2 separate regions of the Mus musculus genome follow, and region 2 is linked to region 1. Evidence: chromatin contacts called from public HiChIP or PLAC-seq data. All regions are on one chromosome and are shown on one strand. Each heading gives the region's core, a stretch centred on a gene start, on an enhancer-like site or on the middle of the called end of the contact. The rest is flanking DNA. Distances are from core to core; before and after follow the strand shown.

Region 1 (3,721 bases), core at 922-3,421:
TAACAGAGAATTTGAACGTTGGTACATTGATAGGGTGTTTTCAAATTGTCCTTTTAAAAACATAGTCATGTCCAAAATTCAAGCATGCTTGAGAGAACACCAAGCTCAGCTTTCTCTCTTTGGAGACAGGGTACAGTCGACAGATGAAAGCGCACAATGGTCAGATACATTTACATTTCCGATAAACAGTTGGCTTGTTAGCATACATGTCTCAATAACCCCATAAGAAATCTAATTTTAGGAGTTCTGGGTTCTTATTTTCTAAATCTGGTACCTCTGGAACAGGAAGAAGATGTATTAATCACCCCAGAGCTGTGTGAACTGCAAGATAGATAGATAGATAGATAGATAGATAGATAGATAGATAGATAGATAGATAGATACATAGATACATAGATACATAGATACATAGATACATAGATACATAGATAGATACATAGATAGATACATAGATAGATACATAGACAGATACATAGATAGATACATAGATAGATACATAGATAGATACATAGATAGATAAATTGTAATCTTCACCCTTTTAAAAAGTTTTAGAAATTTATTTGAGTCCAGTTACAAGCTGCCCTCTGACCCTTACATGCCAGTCATGGCATGGGAGCACTCATCCACACACAATAAATGTATACGCATGCATATGTGCACATGCCTGCGTGTATGTGTGGTTATGGGTATACTGCGTGCATTCTTGCATGCGTGCATGAGTTGTGTGTGTGCACACACATATGTGTGTCTGTGTGTGTCTGTATGCGTGTGTGTGTGTGTGTGTGTGTGTTTGTGTGCGCACGCGTGTGTGTTCATGCACCTCAGCGCTCATGCGGAAGTCAGAGGACAACTTTCAGAAGTCTTCCGTCCCCTTGAGGCAGGGTCTCCAGTGTAATCTTCCTGGGTTGGAGCACCATCTTCGGAGATAAAATGCTACCTAAACTTAAGATCAGTTTATTGCTAGCTAGATTATACACAGCATCACTCCATCACCCAATATTTACCTGGAGACTAACTGGTATCGGGCAATGGGTGATGGGCAGTGGGTGCTGTATTTAGAGCAAAAAGATCCGAGGTTGAATTTCATCATTGACTGTAGCACCTTCGGCAAATTAATTCCTCAGCGTCTCAGATTCTTTGTCTACGGCAATGGGGATAAGACAGTTATTATAAGAGCCAAATTAGCTAATGTGCACAGAAGCACTCTGCTTTTATGAATGGCTATAAACAGATTATGACTTATTAGAGAGCCACTCTGATCTAGGAGTAGCCCGACCGTCAGATCCCAGCACGTGGGGAGAAGAGAAGGGATAGGGTCAACCTGAGGTATGCAGTGAAACCCAGGGGAAGAGATGGGGAGAAAGTGAAGGAGAGAAGAAAAAGAAGAAGAAAAAGGTGCCGCCAAAAGGTACCCTGGCTTCAGCTCGCCTTGAAGTGGGTTATTGTCGAAGCTGCACAGGGAGGAGCTCTTTCTCCAAATTTTCAAGGGCAGAATTCTTAGCCAGTAACCACAAGTAGTTATTTTACCATCCATTCTCTTTATATTTCAAAAGACTCGGGTTCAAATGTCAGTTCCAAGTCTCTGTTTCTTCTCATAACAAATGGACCAAATGATATTCACTCCACAGGAAGGAGGGCTAAGAAAAATAGAGGCTTACTTGGGGTTTTCTGTCTAGGGATGTGTGTTCTCATCTGTGCTCCTCCTGGAGTGTCCCCTGTAAGCCCCGGGGAGTGGATAGGCTTAAGGAATAGGCCTCAGTTTTCCTTGTCTTTCTTTGCTTAGTGGCTCTAAAATCAGAGCCCAGCAGGAGAGTCGTGGGAGAGGCCTTCTAAGATGGGGTCAGAAACGCTCAAAGCAGTATTACTACCGATCTCCCTGCACTCCCAAGACAATAACCTTCTCTAATCACTACCAGATTCCACATTCGCGCCAGAAAGCAGCAGGGAGCAGTTGCCTTGACCCGCCAGGGCCTCCAGCCCCTCCCCGCCAGACGCAGACTAATGCGATACAGACGTCTCCCTCCCAGCACCGCTCTCCCACCCGCAGTCCCTCTCCAGACGGACATCGCTCTTCCGAAGTCATTTTTTGCAGGTCACCAGGCCACTTTTCCACGAAGCCAGGGAGAAGCCTGCACCTCGGGACTTCCTAGCTACCCAGAGGGTATTGTATTCACTCCTGGCGGAAGCCAACTTCAAAAGGGTATCAGGCGGGGCTTCTCACTCATTTCGATGGTACAACAGTGACCTCCAGTGGCAGAGCCGGGAGACAAAAAAAATCTGCAACGTCTCAGAATATTCCTGTCCTCATAGAAGACAGTCTACAATAGGACACGATTTCTCTTGTAAACAGCGTCTAGGACGACGACGACGGTGATGGACTCCATAGTTGCTGAATCCAAGCAATCCTGCAGAGATAGCCAGTGGCAAGTTTCCAACCCACGATCTGAGCTCCATGGCCTATCATTTATTTAGTACAGCTCCCTCAGCTCTTAATCCACTCCAGACCCCGCCCTGGTGCCCAAGTGGCTTGTGTTAATTCCACTGCTAGAAATGACCTCTTCATCTCTCTGCCTGATAAAATCTTCGTGTGATGATGTCAGATGAGAACATGCCACTTGGGGACACTTTCCAGATCATCCCTCCTAACAGAATTGATTTTGTCTTCAAAACCAAATAGTATCAAGGACGTCAATACTGCTGAATGCATTCGGCTTGAGAAGCAACACGGTACAGCACTGTTGTAGGGACTTCCACTGCTGAGAGTTCTAGGTGAAGGATGGAAGGGTGTGGGAGTGTCAGGCACATCTGCAGCACCATGACACATGCCTGAGGAAATGACATAAGAGAGGAAGGGTTTATTTTGGCCCACAGATTTGTATCTTTCTGTCCACTGTCATTGGTATCTGTTGGTTCCAGTCCAGTGTTTGGTGAGGCAGAACATGAGGGCAAAGAGCAAAGTGGCCCTCCTTGGGACAGATAGGAGATGGGAAGGGACTTAATAAAGACAAAATACATCTCCTAATACATCATTAGAGGCTACTTCCTCCAGTGTGGCCTTCCCTCCTATCTCTACCAACTCCCATCATATTATGAGCTTGTGAATGGACTGATCTACAGATTAGTTCCGAGTCCTCAGGAACCAGTCATCTTCCCTTCGCTCGACTGTTGACTGTCGCGTTGAGAATAGAGCCCTTCACATGTGATCCTTGACAAGGGGCACACTTCATATGCAAATTATAATTACTGAGCTCAGAATGCTGCAGACTAGTGGGGTGTGCACAGGAAAAAACAACTGCCATCGAGTGTAGTAAGGAGTTCCATATTTGTCTCAAGTAAGAGTCATCACTCCAGTCAGGGGGAAGAAATGCAATCAGAGACTGTCTAAATAAATGGAAGGGCTTTGCTTGGGTATTTGGGGGCTGAACGGGAGTTAATGAGGCAGGTAGAATGATTTAAGATGGGGGAAGAAAAGAAAAGATGCTCATTTGGATGTGAAATAACTACCTAGAAGTGATTTCGTTGCGACAAGGGGCAGCCCACGCTGGCTGGATTATCTATCACTGGATGTTTTACAGTCAAGAGATACTAGGCTGGAAGACTACTGAAAGCAGGATTGGGATCTTCCAAACTGTTGGCTATATAACCCAGGGTCATCAATGATTGCTGAACTATAGCATGATTCGGGGAGAATAAGCTCACGCATAAGCTAGAGTGGCTCACA
Region 2 (3,992 bases), core at 471-2,970, 300 kb before region 1:
TGCAAACAGATGTATAGCAGGGATCAAGACTGGAGAGTGCAGAATGAGCCAAGCTGGCTTTCGACACACTTGGGGAAACAAAAGGAGACAGAGGCTTCAGCAGTCACAAGTTGCTTCATGTGCGGCTGGCTGTGAAGGACAACTTTCACTTCAGGAAGGATCGAGCTTGTTCACCGTGACAATTTCCTTCCTTCATAAGGTGACTGGGTGCCAGCCTACAGTGCTTCTCTAGCTGTCAACAAAGCGAGGGAGGGGGGATTCAAATGGAAAACTAATAACACGACTCTGATTCTGACACAAAAACATCAGGCGTCTGTCAGTTCTTTAATAAAAGTGAACTGTGTGCAGAATGAGTGTTCCCAGGAGGCTGGCCAGCTTTACCACTTTCTATTCAAAGCCAGGTTTTGTTCTTGAGAAGGCATGGCACAGTTAGACTAAAATGTGGGGGTGCAGAAGAGAAGATGAAGTAAGTCACTTGCACCCTGGAAGGAAGAGAAAATATAGTCTGTAAAGGGCCTGTACACCCCCAGAGGTCACTGTCTGGTACAGGTGGATTCCTGACCTCGGCATGGTAAAGGCCTGGCCCTTCCACAATGATGTCTGGGAAAAGAAGCAGCCATCTAACCTGAGTGACTGGATTCTTACAAAGGAGGATGCCCTGTGCTTACTGAATGGCACAGAGCCACTTACAGGGGCAGGCATAGTTAGTTAGCTAAACTAAGGTTCAGAAAGGAAAGAGGCCCCCATGTTCCCCTTGTTATTAGTTCTGCTTTCTAGTCATTCTCTCTCTCTCTCTCCCCCCCTCTCTCTCTCTCTCTCTCTCTCTCTCTCTCTCTCTCACACACACACACACACAATCTGTTGCCTGCTTAACCATATCAGAATGACAAGCAACATCTGTTTGTAAAAGAGCCAAAATCAAACCTTAATTTTTTTTTTTGGCTACATTTCTCTTCTCTTTTTTCCCCTTGACTCTAACATAGAAGAGGGAAATGTCAGTGTTACAATTCTGGGCCCCAGCACGGTGTCATCTCCCTCTCCAGGCTGGAGGGCAAAGTTGCCTCTTGCAGCATAGACTTATTTAAGGGTGTCGTCCCCAAGCATGCTCAGTCACACCAAAGCCAATCTATCTTTTGCCTGAAAGCCAGGCTTTGTCTAGTAGTTTTCGAGTTATCGTCTAATCAGAGCTGCAGGGCCTTTGGTGCCAGGTGAGGGATAAAAATCGAAGGAAGACAAGGCAAAATGGAAAGGAGGAGCAGAGAGGATGGGAGCTTGTTGTTGTCTCCCTTCTTGTGCCACACAGGCCCATTTAACACACGTCACACCCAGGAGCAAGAGGGGCAGCTAGAGACCAAGGCAGAAATGCACGAAACTGGCCATTAGCAAGGGGCCCCCAAATTCCTCCACGGAGATATGGATCTCTGGAAAGTCCCTAATGATCCACAGACGCACAGTGCAAAGAATCAGAGCTGGATCCCTGGGATGGGGGAAGGAAGGGAGCTGGTAATGAAAGCCTTGCTCTCCAGCATAAAAGAGTTTGCCCCAGCAGAAGGGAACGAAGGCCTGCTAAGACTCTCAACACCCATTTCACTCAGGATTTGGAAGAAACCCACACATACCGAGGGAGAAATGAATTCAGACAAGTTGCTAAGGAGACTTGTGTAAACTCCAAGCACAGACATATTTCTTGGCCTTTCCCCTGCATAGGCATCTCATATTCTGAGCACGCAGCTCTGCAGCAGCCGTGCACCAACCTACCGCATTAATCTTGGCCTTAACGGAGCAGACTGGCAGAGCTCACTGGTTGGAGATATCACCATTCTTCAGCCTTAACACGTTAAAGGGGTGTGTGGTGGTGGTGGTGGTGGTGGTGGTGGTGGTGGTGGTGTGTGTGTGTGTGTGTGTGTGATGTGTGTATTGTGTGGTGTGTGTGTGTGTGTGTGACGTGTGTATTGTGTGGTGTGTGTGTATGTGTGTATGCTGTGGTGTGTATGTGTGTATGTGGTGTGTGTGATGTGTGTATTGTGTGGTGTGTGTATGCTGTGGTGTGTGTGTGTGTGTGTGTGTGTGTGTGTGTGGTGTATGGTGATATGTGGTGTGTGATGTGTGTGTGTGTGTATGTGTGATGTCTGTATTGTGTGGTATGTGTGGTGTGTGTGTGGTATGTGTGTGTATGTGGTGTGTGATGTGTGTGTGTATGTGTAATGTGTGTATTGTGTGGTATGTGTGGTGTGTGTATGTGTGTGTGTGTGTATGTGGTATGTGTGATGTGTATATTGTGTGGTACGTGGTGTGTGTGTATGCTGTGGTGTGTGTGTGTATGTGGTGTGTATGATGTGTATATGCTGTGGTGTGTGTGTATGTGTGTGTGGTATATGGTGATATGTGGTGTGTGTGTGGTATATGTGTGTATGCGGTGTGTGATGTGTGTGTGTGTGTATGTGTGATGTGTGTATTGTGTGGTATGTGTGGTGTGTGTGTATGTGTGTGTATGTATTTTGGGGGAGAAAGTAAGGGGATCTTAATTTGGAATTTTGAAAGTATCAGATGTTGAACAAAGACTATTCTCACTGTATTTCAGAAGCAAAGTGGAAATGAATAGGTAAAGCATACAGTTCTGGAAAATTCCCTGTGCCTGTACATTTCACTTCTCTCTTTGCTTCTAGACTTTCCCCTTCTGCGTGTCCAGTTAAAAATCCCATCCCATGGTGCATGAAAGTGTACGCCCTATACATGACTGTGTGGACCCAGGTTCCCAGCTCATCCTATCAAGTGGGAATCTGCCCCTCTGCTCTCCTACTCTGGAGAGTCCCAGAGAGGTCAGCCCTTGCAAACACACTGGGACACTTCCTGATAAAATGTGGTGCCAGGGAGCCTAATGGAAGATGGCTTCCAAGCTGAGCACATTATCTGAAACAAAGATCTCCCCCCAGAGTGGCACATCTCCAGCCACAGCTGATATCTGTCAACATTTGATTTAGAGGGAAACTAACATTTTCTTGTCAGACAGAGATGTTTATGCTGTAGAAGCCAATATTTTCTTTTCTCAGCCTCCTCTATTAGAATTTCTGTGATTTTCCTCAGGACAGAGAGAAAGTAGAAAAATATAGCCCAGATTACTGTTCAGGGTGCAGAGGTAAAAATGTGAGTCCTAGAGTTGCCTGATATATGTCTGTGTTTTATTTGTATATTTGTGCACACATTCACATGAATGTATTTGTATATATGTTTTTGGATGTGTGTGTGTGTATGTTTGTGTGTGTATAGTCTGTGCACGAATCTGCATATATGTACATGTATGCTATGTATTTGTTTTATAGTTATATGTCTGTTTAATATGTTTATATGTATACTTATATAGTTGTGTGATTTCTCATGTACATGTTTTTATATGTACACGTGTGCATGCCTCTCTTGGTGTATCTTTGTGTTTCTCAGCCTTGCCATGAATGGTAATGTTGGTAAAGTACATACCATAATAGTTAGGGGATGGACATCTGCTCAGGGCCTCTCCAAATTAGGAAGGTTCACATTTGCCCACCAACTGTAGTGAGGAGACACCAACCATACTCTTCTTGGATGGGTGGCCATGAAGACTACTGAAGCAAGGGACAACGTCTCTGCATTTGCGTGTCTCTGCGCTCCAGGAAGTTCGTGTTGCATCTATCTCTTTTCTCTGCTAACATTTACTTAGCTTTCACACTCCCAAGACTTAGGCAAGTTGTTCTGCCTCAGTTGAAGGCAGATGGTTGGGCAGCTCTGAAGCTGACTGGTGAGCTAGCAAGATGGAGACTTTGTTCCCATCATTGCAGAAATAAGGGAGTGGGTTAGCCAGAACTGGCTACTGACCTTTCCCTCAACATGACTCTGAGTGGCCAGGCCCTCTGTTCTATGGGAGGTGTTGGTTATGTTTCTTCCTACAAAGTGTATCCTCCCAGATGTCACCTGGCACTGGGCCATCAAGACTCAGTCAAAGTGAAGAATGAACTGAG

The links. HiChIP or PLAC-seq counts read pairs in DNA pulled down with a chosen protein or histone mark.
Region 2: an H3K4me3 HiChIP or PLAC-seq map of forebrain shows a contact between it and region 1, with 4 times the contacts expected there. The contact joins two enhancer-like sites. A contact is called at or near these places in 13 of 39 promoter capture datasets (the 3T3-L1 cell line, the C10 cell line, cranial neural crest and 9 more), 1 of 15 datasets of contacts at CTCF or cohesin (the NIH/3T3 cell line), 3 of 484 Hi-C or Micro-C datasets (the HL-1 cell line, the N1E-115 cell line and nephron progenitors), 11 of 115 datasets of contacts at active chromatin or transcription factors (the NIH/3T3 cell line, bone marrow-derived macrophages, differentiating embryonic stem cells and 8 more) and 3 of 9 other capture datasets (embryonic stem cells, embryonic tail and embryonic trunk).

Annotation. Positions count from the first base shown.
Region 1 is chr9:41,227,406-41,231,126 of GRCm38.p6, reverse strand. No RefSeq gene overlaps it. Among named protein-coding and RNA genes, the nearest start is that of 1700063D05Rik, 23 kb to the right of the region's middle. RefSeq lists an enhancer at 582-3,225. Within about 2 kb of position 2,171, at least 216 of the 459 cell types and tissues checked have an H3K27ac peak or open chromatin away from gene starts, as enhancers often do. A contact at or near this core is called in the N1E-115 cell line, embryonic forebrain, forebrain and 1 more, where this site is marked.
Region 2 is chr9:41,522,494-41,526,485 of GRCm38.p6, reverse strand. The region is part of intron 3 of Mir100hg (Mir100 Mirlet7a-2 Mir125b-1 cluster host gene); the gene reads right to left. Among named protein-coding and RNA genes, the nearest start is that of Mir100, 6.9 kb to the left of the region's middle. Within about 2 kb of position 1,720, at least 69 of the 459 cell types and tissues checked have an H3K27ac peak or open chromatin away from gene starts, as enhancers often do. A contact at or near this core is called in the N1E-115 cell line, embryonic forebrain, forebrain and 1 more, where this site is marked.